3 separate regions of the Mus musculus genome follow, and regions 1 and 2 are each linked to region 3. A link is a contact called in public targeted proximity ligation data. All regions are on one chromosome and are shown on one strand. The core of a region is the stretch at or near the end of the contact, and the rest is flanking DNA. Distances in the headings are between cores, read along the strand shown. Region 1 has its middle 33 kb from the start of Fam111a. Region 2 holds the start of Fam111a (family with sequence similarity 111, member A). Region 3 overlaps Lpxn (leupaxin).

Region 1 (4,799 bases), core at 65-2,564, 290 kb after region 3:
ATGTGCTATAATGCTTTAAGTGGGAAGTACAGCTCTGTCTGCAGCCAAAGTGAACTGCAGTAATCATTTCTTCAGCAGTGCTTGAAGGAGACCCATGCTAATTTTTTGAAAGCAATTTCTGTGAAACCATCTTGGCCACGTCATGAAAATGCCTCCTGAGATTTTTCCATCATAATTGAGATTTTACTTTATTTTAAAATTTTGTATGTGTGAGTGTTTGCCTGGATTTATGCTTGTGTACTGTGTGTATTCAGTGCCTGGAGGGGTCAGAAGAGGACATTGGATCTCCTGGAACTGAAGTCACAGACACTTGTGAGCCACTATGTAGGTGCTGGGGAATAAACCTCTGCATCTGGTAGGCTATTTTTCCAGCCCCACAGCGTTTTGTTGAGTGTCACAGAGTAAGTGCTGTATTCGGATTTCTTTCTCAGGCATGTGCGTAGGAAGCAGCTCCACTCACATAGGTGGCTACTTCATCCGTACGACTATTCACCAACTGTTTCCATCAACACAAATGTGTTATCGTAGGAATGTTCTACCATGGACTAGAAAGGTGAAAAACCTCTTGATTTTCCAGTAGGTTCCTCAAAAATCCAACCAACCTTCAATAGAAAACATAAAGAACACTGTGCAAAACAAGATTACCTCACCCTTTGTTTCAAAATCTTAAATTTCCTGTAATCCACAAATCTTGACTCTGCTACTAAATGCTAACCAATCTCCCGCAGCAAACCAGAAGTCAGCACGTCAGAGTCTTGCTCAGCTCAGCTTGATCTTTCTCCCTCACTCTCTCCTAAGAATCTCTCCTAAGATTTCATGAAGTGATTGTTTTAACTACCCCAAGGGCAATAAACTGAACTTTATTTAACACCAGATTTCTGGGAGCCCCCATTTGGGTTAGCAACCAGCTAGAACCAGTACAGGGCTCTAAGGTCTTCTCTGCAGGTGTTCTCTGCCCTGGAGGGGATCAAAAGAGGTTGTAATAGTTTCTGTTTTCTTTAATTGTGCTTGTCAAAAGCTGAATAAAATGGGCAAATTTACTTTTTAAGGATTTTTATTTCTTTTGGTTTGGTTTTGGGGTTTTTAAACTGGGTCTCTCTATTGTATAGCCCTAGCAGACCTAGAGCTTGCTATATAGACCTGACTGTTCTTGAACTCACAGAAAACCACCCGGCTCTGTCTCCTGAGAGCTGGGATTAAAAGGGTACACCTGCTACAGAAGACTGTTTTATTATATGATTACATTTTGAAGTGCTTTTATGTGTGACAGATAAGATCTGCCCCTTGTTAGCCACCCAGGAAACAGCCCATCCCCCCTCTTCAACTGTCAAAGAAGCAGAGAATGGGGCAAATGTAAATGCTGAAAGGTGTTGGGAGGGTGAGCAGAGAAATTGAAACAGAGAGAGAAATCAGTGAAGCTAGGAAGCTTTAAGCATCTTTAAGATTGGTCAGGAAATGGTTGGGGAGGGAGGCTAGGAGGGAGTAAACTAGAAGTAAGGGGGTGGGGCAGAGGAGGATGTAAATGAAGAGGGGTAAGGACGACTGGGAAGGAAGAGGGAAGGTTTGGAAGAGTAATGAAACTCAGTTTGAGAGCTAGTGCTCCCTCCTTCTTAAAAGTCAGAAATAAAATGGAGAAAAAGAAACTTAAGGTGGGAATGGCATAAAACAAACCAGTTGGCCAGAGATTAATTTTCTAAGGGTGTAGCTTCCTTTCACCCACCCTCTCTTCTCCTTTGCCTTGCTCCCTTACCTACTCAGACCTTCCTTGAGTGCGTTCTCATTGACCAGACTATGTCTCTGAGAGATGCTTAATTGATTACTCCTCATAGAAGAGCTGACCTGAGTCAGGGGCTGGGTTTGCTGGCTGAGAGCAATATGTGCAGCAGGTATGTAAGTGCAGAGACTACACAGGTACTTTCCAGGGTGGACAAGGGCTTGGCAGCACTAGAACCCCTGGGCTGGAAAGGACAGAAGTGCCATTCATTTGGAGGACCAGGAAAGCATAAGTTTGTTTTCAGTGGCTGCTTCTTGTCCCACTGTGTCCTGGAGGCAGCAATGTGGTGGGTTAGGACAAGGTGTCTGTTATCTGTTTATCTTGTTTCTTCTCTTTTTTTTTATTAGATATTTTCTTTATTTACATTTCAAATGTTATCAGCTTTCTCAGTTTCCTCTTATCTTGTTTCTTAAAACTCTGGCTGAGGAAATCGAAACAGAGAGAGAAATCAGTCAAGCTAGTAAGCTTTCAGCATCTTTAAGATTGGTCAAGAAATGGGGGTGGGGGTGTAAGAGGGCGTAAAAAAGAACTAAGGGGGGTAGGGCAGAGGATGTAAATGAAGAGGGGTAAGGAAGACAGGAAAGAAAGAGAAAAGGGAAATGAGAAATTAAAGGGTAATTGGCTGCGGTGGTGAAAAGTGGGGCCAGGAGACTGGTCAGGGAACCCTCCACAGGCTCCATTACTTTGTGACTTCACTGAAGAAGAGGCAGCAACTCCTGTATTAAGGTCAGTGGAATCCTAGCTCCTCCTGGATTGGCTTAGGATAGCTGCAAGCATTGAATATTTTGCTATAACATGATTCTGTCTGGATAGGGGAAAAGCTAGGAGGTGGGGAAATGGATACAGAGTAGATTCTTAACCTCTTAACTCTTGCTAAAACACTTGCAAAGGAACTGGAAAATTCATGTTGTTGTCTGTGGGAGAGGGAGTCCAACAGAGATGGCCACTCAGACACTGTCTATAGCCAATTGAAAGTCTTTATTCCAACTGGCTGAGAGTAGTCGGGGGCCCAAGTATAACATCCCTGAGCATTTAGACTAAGGGGATTTTAAAGGCAAAAATCACAGCCTGCTATCTTGCTCAGCAAGAATTTTCTATAGGATTCTTTCAAGGAGATCAAATTGGAGTTAAACCTAAAATAACCTCAGCAAGAATATAAGATGATGGAACCTCTGCCTTGTCTTGCCCTGTCTCCTCTGCTCAGTTCATTTTCCTAAGTGTAACCCCCAAGTTCACTAACAGATTGAGAAATAAATCCGTGGCCTCAGAAATACTATGACACAGTCCAGTTCCTCATGTGCTTTCCAATTTTCATTTCCCCAGAACTTCCACTGTTCTAAGAGTGTCCCTAGTTAAGTCTTAGTATTGATAACAGTATCAATAACAGTAATATTCCCTAATCAATCTGTCACAGGCAGTCATTGCCTGAAGCCATTGCCTGCATATTGTTTGTTTATTTGTTTTGCTTTGTTTTGTTTTGTTTCAAGACAGGTTTCTTCTGTGTTGCCCTTGGATGTCCTGGAACTTGCTTTGTAGATCAGGCCTCAAACTCACAGAGACCTGTCTGACTCTGTCTCCTGAGCACTGGGATTAAAGGTATGTGTTACCATACCCAGCTTGCATGATGTATTTTTAATCTTCACAATAGTTGATGGTGAGTCTATGCCATGCCTTTTGGGGTGAAAAAGAGGTGGAAAATAAATAACATGCTCAAGACCATATAGCTGTGAGTGAAGTCTGAGGTGATCCTAGACTCATGGGCACTCACTCTTCTGGACATATCACCATAGGATATATTTGTCTCATTTACAGTTGCTGCTGCTTTTTGCAAACAGGAAACTAGGTCCAGAGAGGCTACATAGATTTCCATTGTAGCTTAGTAGCAGTAGTTATTGGCAGAAATCTAGGGCTCAGATTCTACAACAGAAGGGTTAAGATCATGGATATAGTCTTTGAATGGCTCCCACTCAGCTTAGTGTATCACTTAAACAATAATGTGAAGAAGCAACCCATGGGTGACAGTTCCAGAGACAATTTCCATGTTCTTTTCAATAGACTAATAATTTTATGATTAAAGACTATGAAAGTGCACAATTACATCATGTTAGTGGTAGCTGGCTTATAATCCCTCACTGAGTATGATTACAAGATCAGGCTGCCTGGGAAGAGCCCTCTTTAAAAGAATAGGGTTAGTCTGCAGTTAAATGCATGAACTTGCTGCTCTTACAGAGGTGATAAATTCAGTTCCCAGCAATAGTGGTTCACAACCCCCTGAATCTCAAGTTTGAGGGAATTGAGCACCCTTCTCTTGGTTACCATGGGCCTTTCATTTACATGGTGCAATGCCCACACACACACAAGCACATAAAATTAATAAAGAAATAAAAAATAGTTAATGAAAAATGATTTTTATATCTCTGTTTATTTTTATTTGAGTAAATAAATCGGCATTGTGACTATAGAAGATAAGGTCCTTAACTTCTAGAGATAGAAAGTGACTTAGGCTTAAAATGGCATCTAGAATAAAAGACAATGTAAATTTGCTGCCGGGAGACCTCCTGGGTCATCATACCAAGGCTGGTTCAGAGTTAGAGGTAAAAGTTCAGAAGGTATTTTAGGAAAATCAGAAGTCTTTGAAATCGGGGTACAAGCTCTGCAACCATAGCTTCTGGGCTTGAATAGAAAGGGTTAATATTCACGGAGGACTCATTGCTGTCAGCAGTGGCTTCTTCATACTCTGGGGGTGGAACCAGATTTAGCTGCTGGCTTTGCTGCTGAGGTGGTTGAAAGCCACCATGGGGTTGGATCAGGAGAGTCTTCATCCTGTGAGAAAACGCAAGCATACCTCGACCAGCAGTTAACAGTACACTGGGGCCTTTTCCACAATGATTGACCACAAGAAGGGGATGTTGGAGAATATGATGTGGAAGCTATAGTTAAATTTTCTTTTTTATAATTTAGTAATATGTCCCTCTAAAGTCTGATAATCTCTTTCCATAATAGATTGTCCTTATGGGTTATATGG
Region 2 (4,698 bases), core at 1,693-4,192, 260 kb after region 3:
CGCGAGCGAAAATATATGTTCTTGTTTTTTCTGAGACAATGTCTCATATAACTCAGGCTGGCTATGGACTTTTGAACTCCTGATCCTCCTGCCTCCACTTTTCAACAGTCTGGATTATAGATATGTACTATCACATCTGCCATAAGCGGTACAGAGATTCAAATCCAGGGCTTTGTGAATAAAAGGTGATCGCTCTAACAGCTGGGCCACATATGAAACCCTGTAGTGTGTTTTTAACTAGTAGATGAAAGTCACACTCAACAAGTTAGGATTGTCTTTTTGTACAATTGCAGTGCCAATTTATTCACATCAAAATGCAACTAAGATACAGACATCACCTTTATTTTTTTTTTTTCCTTTAAAACATGTCTTGTTTTGTAGGCCAAGATGACCTCAAACTGGCCACCCTCCTGTCTCACCCTCCTCAGAGTTGGGACGAAAGTGAGCACAGCACACCCAACTTAATTATGCATTTTAGTCGTGTTTCCATCCATGTAGAAAGTGATCAGACGAAAACAGAAAGGTTGTCTGCGGACAGCCACCCACGGCTTGCTTCTTTTCTCTATGTGTAATTGAAGCACATACCCGGTGGGAGCCATGTAAAGCCTGTGTCCATGATCTTAACCCCTCCATTGTAGCACCTGAGTCCTAGATTTCTACCAGTAACTGCTGCTAAGGAGCTAGGAAGGATGTCTACTAGCCCCCCTGAACTAGTTCTGTGTTTGTGAAAAGCAGAAGCAACTAAAAATATGGCAGGGACATCCTATGAGAATTTGCACAGCAGGGTGAATGCCAAGAGTACGGGCTTAGCTTAGGCAGCCATGTTGGAGCTGCAGGGACCTGGGCTTACTGGCTGGCTCCTTCCTTTCTTTTTCTTTCTTTTTTTTTTTTTTTTTTTTTTGGTTTTTGGTTTTTGAGACAGGGTTTCTCTGTATAGCCCTGGCTGTCCTGGAACTCACTTTGTAGACCAGGCTGGCCTCGAACTCAGAAATCTGCCTGCCTCTGCCTCCCGAGTGCTGGGATTTTAAAGGCTTGGGCCACCACCGCCCGGCTACTGGCTACTTTCTGCCTCTTCCTCACCCTAAAAGGAGGGGCAGAGTCATCCTCATCTGCTGTGAAAATTGAACGGCCATCTGTGAACGATTACTCAGAGAATATTCCTGCTAGTGCTGGGATTGAGGCCAATATTTACCCACAGGGACACGCCTTGGACTTAAGAAAATGATAGTGCATGAGTACTTGAGGAACTGGTCTGGACTAGCTGATCTTGGTGGGCAGAAATTTCTGTTCAACCAGAAAAACAATGTGAGGTTCCCTGTCTGTTGATGGTTCATATTGTAAAATATAAAAGCTAACAGAAAGAAATATGAATTTGGCAGTTCACAGGCACATGCTTAAACAATTCTGAATCATTCCATATCTACCCCCACACAAACGATTTTCGGTATTCATGCTGGGTCATATTTTATTAGAATGTGGAGGAGGATCAGGTTAAAATGTCCACAGCCAGCCTGAGTTAAATGAGACTTTGTCTCAAAAAAAAATGGTGGAAATATCCTCTAATACAGAATTATTTGCTATATGATAGGTATTTGGAAGTTCATTGTATGATCCCCTCCTTCGTTTGTTTGTTTGTTTGTTTGTTTGTTTGTTTGTTTTTCGAGACAGGGTTTCTCTGTATAGCTCTGGGGATCCTGAAACTCACTTTGTAGACCAGGCTGGCCTCAAACTCAAAAATCTGCCTGCCTCTGCCTCCCCAGTGCTGGGATGAAAGGTGTGCGCCACCATGCCCGGCATATGATCCCCTCCTGCCTCCACTCCTCCTTGCTTTTTCAGTTAGAATGATGTGAATACAAATTCCTCCGAGTATACCACATTATAATTTGAGAAGACAAAGTACTTACATGTACTATCTTTCTTTAGTAGAGCAATAAACCAATATGGCCTGTACCAAGTCCCATCCTCGGTCTCCCTAACAGTTTCCTGGAATTGCTTTCTCCATCTTCTTCCCCTTTCTCTTGCCCCCTTTTTCTTTCCCCTGGCCTTTCTCACTCTCCCTATTTCTGAATAACGCCCTGCCCCACCAAGCCCCTTTAAGCCTCTTTCTGGCTTCTGAGCCACATCCGTCCCTCCCTATTGCCTAATAACTTCCTCTCCAGCCCCTTGTCTCCCTCCCCCACCTTCACTTCCCCCTCTCTTAAAGGCGCTTATTTTCTGGCTAGCCATGTGCACATTCTTGCCTACTTACTTTTCTCTCAGAAAGGCTTTCCAGAGGCAAAGACCAGAGCTGATCTAAGCCTGCCTCTTCCTACACTACCACATCATCAATACCAGCACGCTGAGGCTAGAATGCTGAAAACAACCCTGGGCTCCCTGGGTCCTTCAGATGGGTTAGCCCTTCTGCCTCTGTCCCAAGGGCTTTCCAGCGCTAGAAGTTCCCCCATGCCACCAGTGTGCCTGAGATTTCACCCACTCTTCATTTCAGAGTAGCACAGTTTGTTTATGGACCTGCCACCTTCCCTGGCTCACAGCTAGGACCAGCTACACTTGAACCCAACATCTAGCATTAAGTCTGCTTTTGGGAGGAAACCGTCACAGTGCCCTTAAAGAACACTAAAGATGACTGGTATTTTCTAGTCCTCAGCAGAACATACTGGGTTATGTTGATGGAAACAGCAGACAAATCAGGTTAATGTAGTAACCACCTATTCGAATATGGATAGCTTCCACTCCACCTGCTAGGCAAGCCTGAGAAAGAAATCAGTATTTGTCACTTGTGTATTTTTATTCCAAGATGAAATAGACTTGCTAAATATATTGGTGAATATTTGCTGCACACCACATTCTGACATGAAGAAATTAATCTTAAAGTGGCTTTTTACTTACTGGATCTTTCCACTCTATGGCAGCTTCGCTCCAGCCGCTGGAATCCCGGGTCTTTTAGAAAAAACAGAACCAGACTGTCATTTGACGTCTTTGTTCAGAGGGTGGAGAGACTGCGGATTGGTCCTTTCTCTGAACAGCAACCAGCTGTGCTTCAGTCCATTGGCTGCATTCAGAGCGCGGGACTGGACCAGAGCAAGCGCAGTGTGCATCCGCCCTGGTCTCTAAGGGCCGCCTAGTCAAGGAAGCCCGCCAATCGAGTGGGTGTGGTCCTCTACTCTCCAGGGATCTCCTTTTAGAGCCTAGTCAAATGAGGTATGCTAACTGGACTCAGTGGGAAGCTGAGGAGCCAGGACTAGATCTGGGTTCCCTCCTGGTTTCAGGCAGGTCCAGGGATTTTCTTCCAAATAGCAAGAGAGACCAGGGCAGCAGGTTAGTGACATGCTTTCTGGCTGCAGGCAGGAAGAGAATGAGCTAGGAGGAGGAAGGCTGGAGGACTCAGGGCCTTTCTAGGGGGTAACATCCCCACAGCAGACCAGCTTCAGTACTTGAACAAATCAGAAAGAAGCTGCAAATCCTTGTCAAAGACTCATTTTTCAAAAATGTATTAAATTTATTATTTGTGTGTAATATGTGTATGTGTGTGTATGCCACATGTCACAACTTTCAGGAATTCAGGCTCTTTCCTACCATGTGAGTCTAGTGGATCAAACTCAGTCAGACTTGGCAGCAGATGCTGAGTCATCTCGATGACCTAATAAATTGATTTTTTTCCAGATGTGCATCATTGGGAGTAAATATTTTCTACTCATAAAGAGAGTGTCCACTCCAGAAATATGAGCTGTGATTAAAAAGGAGGAAGAGGAGGGAGGGAGCCAGGCAGGGAGTGGGAAGAGATTACTGGGAGACACAACTGTTATGGGGCAAGAAGGAGGATGCTTAGGGCATGGCTAAAGAACTAGGGCAGTGGAAAGTCCCAGGAATCTATAAGGGTGACCCCAGCAATGGGGGATACAGAGCCTGAACCAGTAATCTTCTATAACTGGACAAGATTTCCAATGAACAGTTTGGGACACTAACCCAGCCACAAAGCATTCTACCTACAAATTGTCCTGCCTACAAGATAGTCTGGGGAAAAGTGGTGCAGAAATTGTGGAGGTGGCCAGGGATGACTGGTCCATCTTGAGACCCATATCATGTGAGGAAGCCAACCCCTGACACTACTAAAGATATTCATTCATACTTGCAGACAGACGCCTAACATAATCATTAGCAGAAAGGCTTTACCCAGCAATGAATGGAAACACAGATGCAGAAACCCACAGCCAAACATTAGGAAGAGCTTGGGCAATCCTGCAGAAGAAAGGGAGGAAGATGGTAGGAGTCAGAGGGGTCAAGCATACCACAAGAAAACCCACAGAATCAACTAACCTGTTTCCATAGCAGCTCACAGAGACTGAGCAGATTACAACTATTGCTACCACCTTGGAGAACCCAAACATCTCTGAAAACCTAAAACATATATCTAGCTATATGCTCTTTTCCACATCTACCACACCCCAGAGTTTGTAGTTCACATAGATTCTAGAATGGTTTTTAACAATGTAAGTCAGTTTACATCATTACTCAGTCCCACAGTCTCCCTCTAGACTAGATTTTACACATTTGTGACAAAACTCAAGACTTCCTGTGGCCTACCAGATGATTTTCACATGCATGTGCTAGCACAGCTGTGGCGTGGTTCTTTCTAGGGTATATTTTATGTTCAGAAGAAGTGAGATGATTTTAAAAACATTGTCTGCTAAGAAGGGAATT
Region 3 (4,838 bases), core at 1,001-3,500:
GTTGTTAAAGGTGGAATTACATTTGCTTGTCTATCTTCTTTGGGGTTTGTTGAAAGATTAGTTTCTTGCTTTTTCTTGGGTGAATGCCTCATTTATATACCAGGAATACTAGGGTCTTACTGGGTGGATTCTTATTGGGAAAGACAAAGTTGAACTTGTATGATTGCTAAGGACCACATGACCTTTCTTAGGTAGAAGACTGGGGGGTCAGGCTTCACAGACAAGGTCAGAGAAGTGGGAGGCCTACTTGAAAAGGGAGTTCTTCATTTTTCAAGGACCTTAGAGGAGCTACGAGGAAAAGCAGATTGTGACCTTAGGTAGCAAAGTTTCCTAACAATCCTCATTACCCTCACAGAGTCCTTGTGGTTTTAGGACTTTTCATCCATCTGGCCTCTATTCTGAGAATTACTCCAGTATGTCTTATGCCAAACTGCACAATCCAGTCCCCCAGCAATATAGACACATTCACATTCATTAATAGGAATGTGGCCTATGCTGGTCTAGTCATGAGGACCCACTGGAGTTTTGTTTATAAAATCTAGAAAATAAAAAGCACTTTTCCTTTCCTTAGAGTTCATAAACAAAGGAACACATGTGTGGTAGCCATCACACCACATGAAAGGAGCACATGACCAAACTTGCATGGAAAAGCAAATGTGTTTGTCAAAGCATCACCCTGGAGAGCTCAATATTTATTTCACAGAATAGGAGACCAGGCTGGAACCCTCCCTCACCAGCGGAGATCTGTGTCTGTGATGTCTGCCGTGGATGGAAAAGTCATGCCTAAGAGGAGGGTTTTGTGTTTTTCAAATACCCAGGAGTTACTTAGAACCAAGAAAAGGAGGTAGGTGATCAGTGTAAGTAATGTGCTTGTGGTATGGATGGGGGTTCTTAAGAATATGTACTTAAGGGTGGTTTTCCTGTTAAAAGACTGGGTCTCAAGGCATCATCTCTTCTGGAGCAAACATAACGACAAGAGGAAAATGTTTTCATTCTAAATTGAATGCTTGTAAGCCCTGGCATTTCTCTCACTATTTTTAAGTGTTTAGATTGTAAAAGAATGTCAAAACAGTCAATTCTTCAAACCAAAGCAAAACAAAAAAATTCAGTACCTGAACATTCCATCTTTTGCACTAAAACCTTAAGTTTACTTTGTCAACCTGCCAAAGTGGCTGTGAAGCCCGCAGTGATGTCCTCAGTAAAGACAGAGTGAAGAGGGCACAGAGAAGCTGAAAGTGCATATGCTTTTTGTGCTATGCTCGCCAGCCAACCAAGACAGACAGACAGATGGCTCCATATCTCTGTGGCCTCCCAGGGATGTCCCTATTTCTTAGCGTTAACGGTCGCTACTTCTTTTTAACTCTCAAAACTCCACTTTTGTTCATCCTATCAAAGAATTCTTTTCCAAGAATCACTTCATCCATTCTAATTCTCTAAGAAGTACTATTTTCATGCCAATCTAAAAATAATGCATCAGTCCTATTTTAAAGGATCACCTTCCAGTGAAGGGGTTTTTGCCTTTAAACTCGGAATCTAGGATTGTAAAAGTCTCTTTTTTGCTATATAAAAATAAACATGTGATTATTTTTAAGATTGTAGAAAGAAAATAAAGTATGTCCATGCCTGCCCAATGAGTGCCTTACTTATGCTCTATGTACAGCCTACTTCATAAACAAACCAATAGGATATAAGACAGTCAAAGTCTTCAGTAACGTGTAAAGTTTTCTATAAATTAATGTATTTTGAAAGAACAAGTGTTTGTGACTTGGCTTCCCTGTCCAAACTAAATGACCATCACTTCATCTTTTCTAACATCTTTCCTCAAAGAAGCTGTGCACAGATTTTGGTCATTTCTCTCCATGAGGCAGTTTTGAGTTTGAAGGAGACACATCCTTCATTCTTTACTTTTAAAATGCATTTGTAAGGTATTTAATGTACAGCCAGACCTTTTTCCATAAAGAAAATGATGAAAACAAATTCTAAAAGCCTTGCTAGCTTCTAATGATCCAAAGATTTACCTCTGAAAAATAAAATGGCTAAAGACTCAGACTAACAGGAAGAGTTATAAGCAATGGGTCTTGTCTGTTAGTGTCTGCTGATTGGGGGAGGGCAGTATCTGCTATATGCAAGGAAAGAAGAGACAGATTACACTGCAGCTGCAAGTAGTGGCTGATCTTCTCTAACGTGGGAGCAGAACATTTATCTACCACATGAACATGACAGTGAGTCACCAAAACCACAAGCTGCTTTATTCATCACATGTGTCAGTAAAAATACACTTCCGCTTAAAAAGCAAAATGCAGAGACACTAAGGGTTTAAGACTATTGCGTGACCCCTGACAGCAAAGAGAGAGTAAAACCCTGTGGCCCACATCTGAAGATTTGAATGGAGCATCAGCAGAGGTCAAAGGTGAGAAAGAGAAAACCAGCAGTGGAAAGAACTGTGCACATAAGAAATATACCTTCAGAGGCTCTTGATAGCATGATCTAAATCTAAATATATAATTAAAAAGTAATGAGAAGCATCTTCAAAATGAAGGTATATGCCTAGTAACATCTACAAAGGCCCGTTTGTACTCCATTAGCCCACTGAACAGAAGGCTGGGGACAGAATCTATGCTCTTTCCTATCTTGGCCTCAGTTTTATAGGCAACATGAAGCAGATGTGAGTCAAAGGAGAACTACTGTGAAAAGAGCTTAGTGAAGCATTTTTCACAGTAGGTCTTGTTGTTCTGCTCCTTGAAGATGCCTTTCGGCAGCTGTGTCAGGCAGAAAGCACACACGAAGTGCTCAGGATGAAATTTATGTCCCATGGCACTGATGCAACGGCCAGTGATGGGCTGCCCACAGTCATGGCAGAGGGTCCCTCGGCGGTGATGGTAATGGAGTTCACAGAAAGGACGGCCATCCAGTTCAAAGAAGGAGCCAGAAGAAAAACTACTGAAGCAGTCCTGCGGGTGGAGTGAACACAGACGAAGGAAATGCATGTCAAGTGATAATGCCACCAAATAAAATGTTTGTCTTCAAAATTCCTGCCAGTTGTATGATTTTGCTCAGGTCCTTGACAAACAAAGGCTAGATTACCCATTTTTTCAAAGAGACCTGCAAAGGCCCACAATTGGTTCTGTGTGCTACTTTTTCTTTAGAAAAAATTACTACCAAGGAAACACAGATTCCTCTCCTTAGACTAGAAACCATCTCACTAAGTAGAAACTAATCCTCTTAGGAAACAAAACTCTTCAATTTTCCCTAAAACTGAAGGTAATTGAGCATACAAACCCCACACACAAAGCACTCTGGGTGCCAGACAGTGTTCATGGCTGAAAGGTAGTTTTCCAGCACTGGGCGGTTGCAGCCACCACATTTGGGTGAGAACATGGCTAAGAAATCCTTTCGGCAGTATGGCTTCTTGTCCTTCTCATGAAAGCCTGAAAAGATAAAATCAAAGCTGTAGTCTGAGTTCTTTAAAGCTACATTAGAAGCAAATATAAGGTCACTGTTATAACCTCTCACAACTTCAGTGTGCCCATGTTCAAAACGGAAATAAGTCAGGTGTCTTTTCAGCATTGATTCTGGGTTGCAGTCTCAGTATCAGGGCTATTTCTCCTTAATTCCATGATACAAAGTGTTCCCTTGGCCAGAAGTACTGTTCCTGACATTGATACAACTGTGACTCAACTCAAATGGTCATCTTCTCAGAGGCATTGACCCTGACCTTTTTTGTCAATTCGTCTGTCTTCATTATCTTTATAATACTTAAGTGTTTATCTTAAGTCATTATAGTCTGCTTTCCCTAACTCAACTAGATACCATTACCTCTCCCCATATTTATAATAAAATAATACTAAAGAGTAATTATCTTTGATAAGTTATTCTTAACCAACTAGTCAATGGAGGAGATAAAATTCACACACCCTGACTTAAATGCATCCTAAATGTGGTCTCTCTGTGGGAACTGAAGGTCAACTAAGTGTGGATATCCTAACCAAAACTGTGTAACATGAGAACACACTCTATGCCTCGACAGCCTAGTGGAATGCAACAAGGTGTGTTTAGAGAATTGCTTAAGCTGCCTACTCACTAAACATTCTAGAAATGTCCTGTGATCATAATAGCCAGATCAGAAAACTTTAATAGCATGTTAGGGGTATGATCTAAATCACATAGCTGCTGGTTTTGCTCTTAGTTCTTGTCACTGCTGAATGCAGCTCGCTTCACTCAATTAAGCTTTCTTTTCAGAAATGGGTGAGTTGCAAAAATTGCAAGACCTATGGACCTAGGACTCCAAACAACTCATTTCATACCTGTCCTGTGTTATTCCTCTGAACCCTGCAGACTCAGAAAGAGCAATTTACTTTTATCTCTCTTTCTTTTCTGACTCATTGAAAAGATATTTAGAGTTTGTTTAAGGGAAACTGAATGTCAAACCACTCACTACTTAGGAAAAAGGAAGTCATCTTCCTTGCTTTTGTATAGCACAGCTTTCTTTTTTTTAACTTTCAGCATGCTTCACTCACCTAAAAACTTATTAAAATGCAGATTGCTAGATCCTCCCCGCTCCCCCCAACCCGTGCCTAGTTTTTTTTATTCAGTGTTTCTGTGATAGTACTGAAGATTTTGCATTTTTAACATGCCCCCAAGTGATATAAATTGGTATTTCTTAAGAAAGCTGCAAGACGATGCACCTAACCTAGGTATGACCTCCATTTAGAAATCTTCAGGGCAGTTGGTCTCCAGAGTGAGACAGTAGGGGAGTAAGAGCCTCCATTTCAACTTGGATAAGTCTCAGGAGGAGAATCAAAGCAACCCACCAAACTTGCTATACTGTTGCCACACTT

The links.
Region 1: a contact with region 3 is called in a targeted proximity ligation map of memory CD8 T cells, with 89 read pairs. A contact is called at or near these places in 2 of 39 promoter capture datasets (liver and pre-B cells), 1 of 484 Hi-C or Micro-C datasets (the HL-1 cell line), 2 of 130 datasets of targeted methods (effector CD8 T cells and memory CD8 T cells) and 4 of 9 other capture datasets (adipose tissue, embryonic stem cells, liver and 1 more).
Region 2: a targeted proximity ligation map of memory CD8 T cells shows a contact between it and region 3, with 162 read pairs. A contact is called at or near these places in 1 of 39 promoter capture datasets (embryonic stem cells), 3 of 484 Hi-C or Micro-C datasets (CD8 T cells, bone marrow-derived dendritic cells and regulatory T cells), 9 of 130 datasets of targeted methods (the 230-238 cell line, CD8 T cells, the NIH/3T3 cell line and 6 more) and 2 of 9 other capture datasets (adipose tissue and pancreatic islet).

Annotation. Positions count from the first base shown.
Region 1 is chr19:12,538,411-12,543,209 of GRCm38.p6, reverse strand. No RefSeq gene overlaps it. Among named protein-coding and RNA genes, the nearest start is that of Fam111a, 33 kb to the left of the region's middle.
Region 2 is chr19:12,571,769-12,576,466 of GRCm38.p6, reverse strand. It overlaps Fam111a (family with sequence similarity 111, member A), which reads right to left and starts at 2,942. Exons shown (of 4, transcript NM_026640.2): 1 at 2,887-2,942.
Region 3 is chr19:12,831,198-12,836,035 of GRCm38.p6, reverse strand. It overlaps Lpxn (leupaxin), which reads right to left. Exons shown (of 9, transcript NM_134152.4): 8 at 3,280-3,428; 9 at 2,223-2,951. The coding sequence ends at 2,682. Among named protein-coding and RNA genes, the nearest start is that of Olfr1444, 28 kb to the left of the region's middle.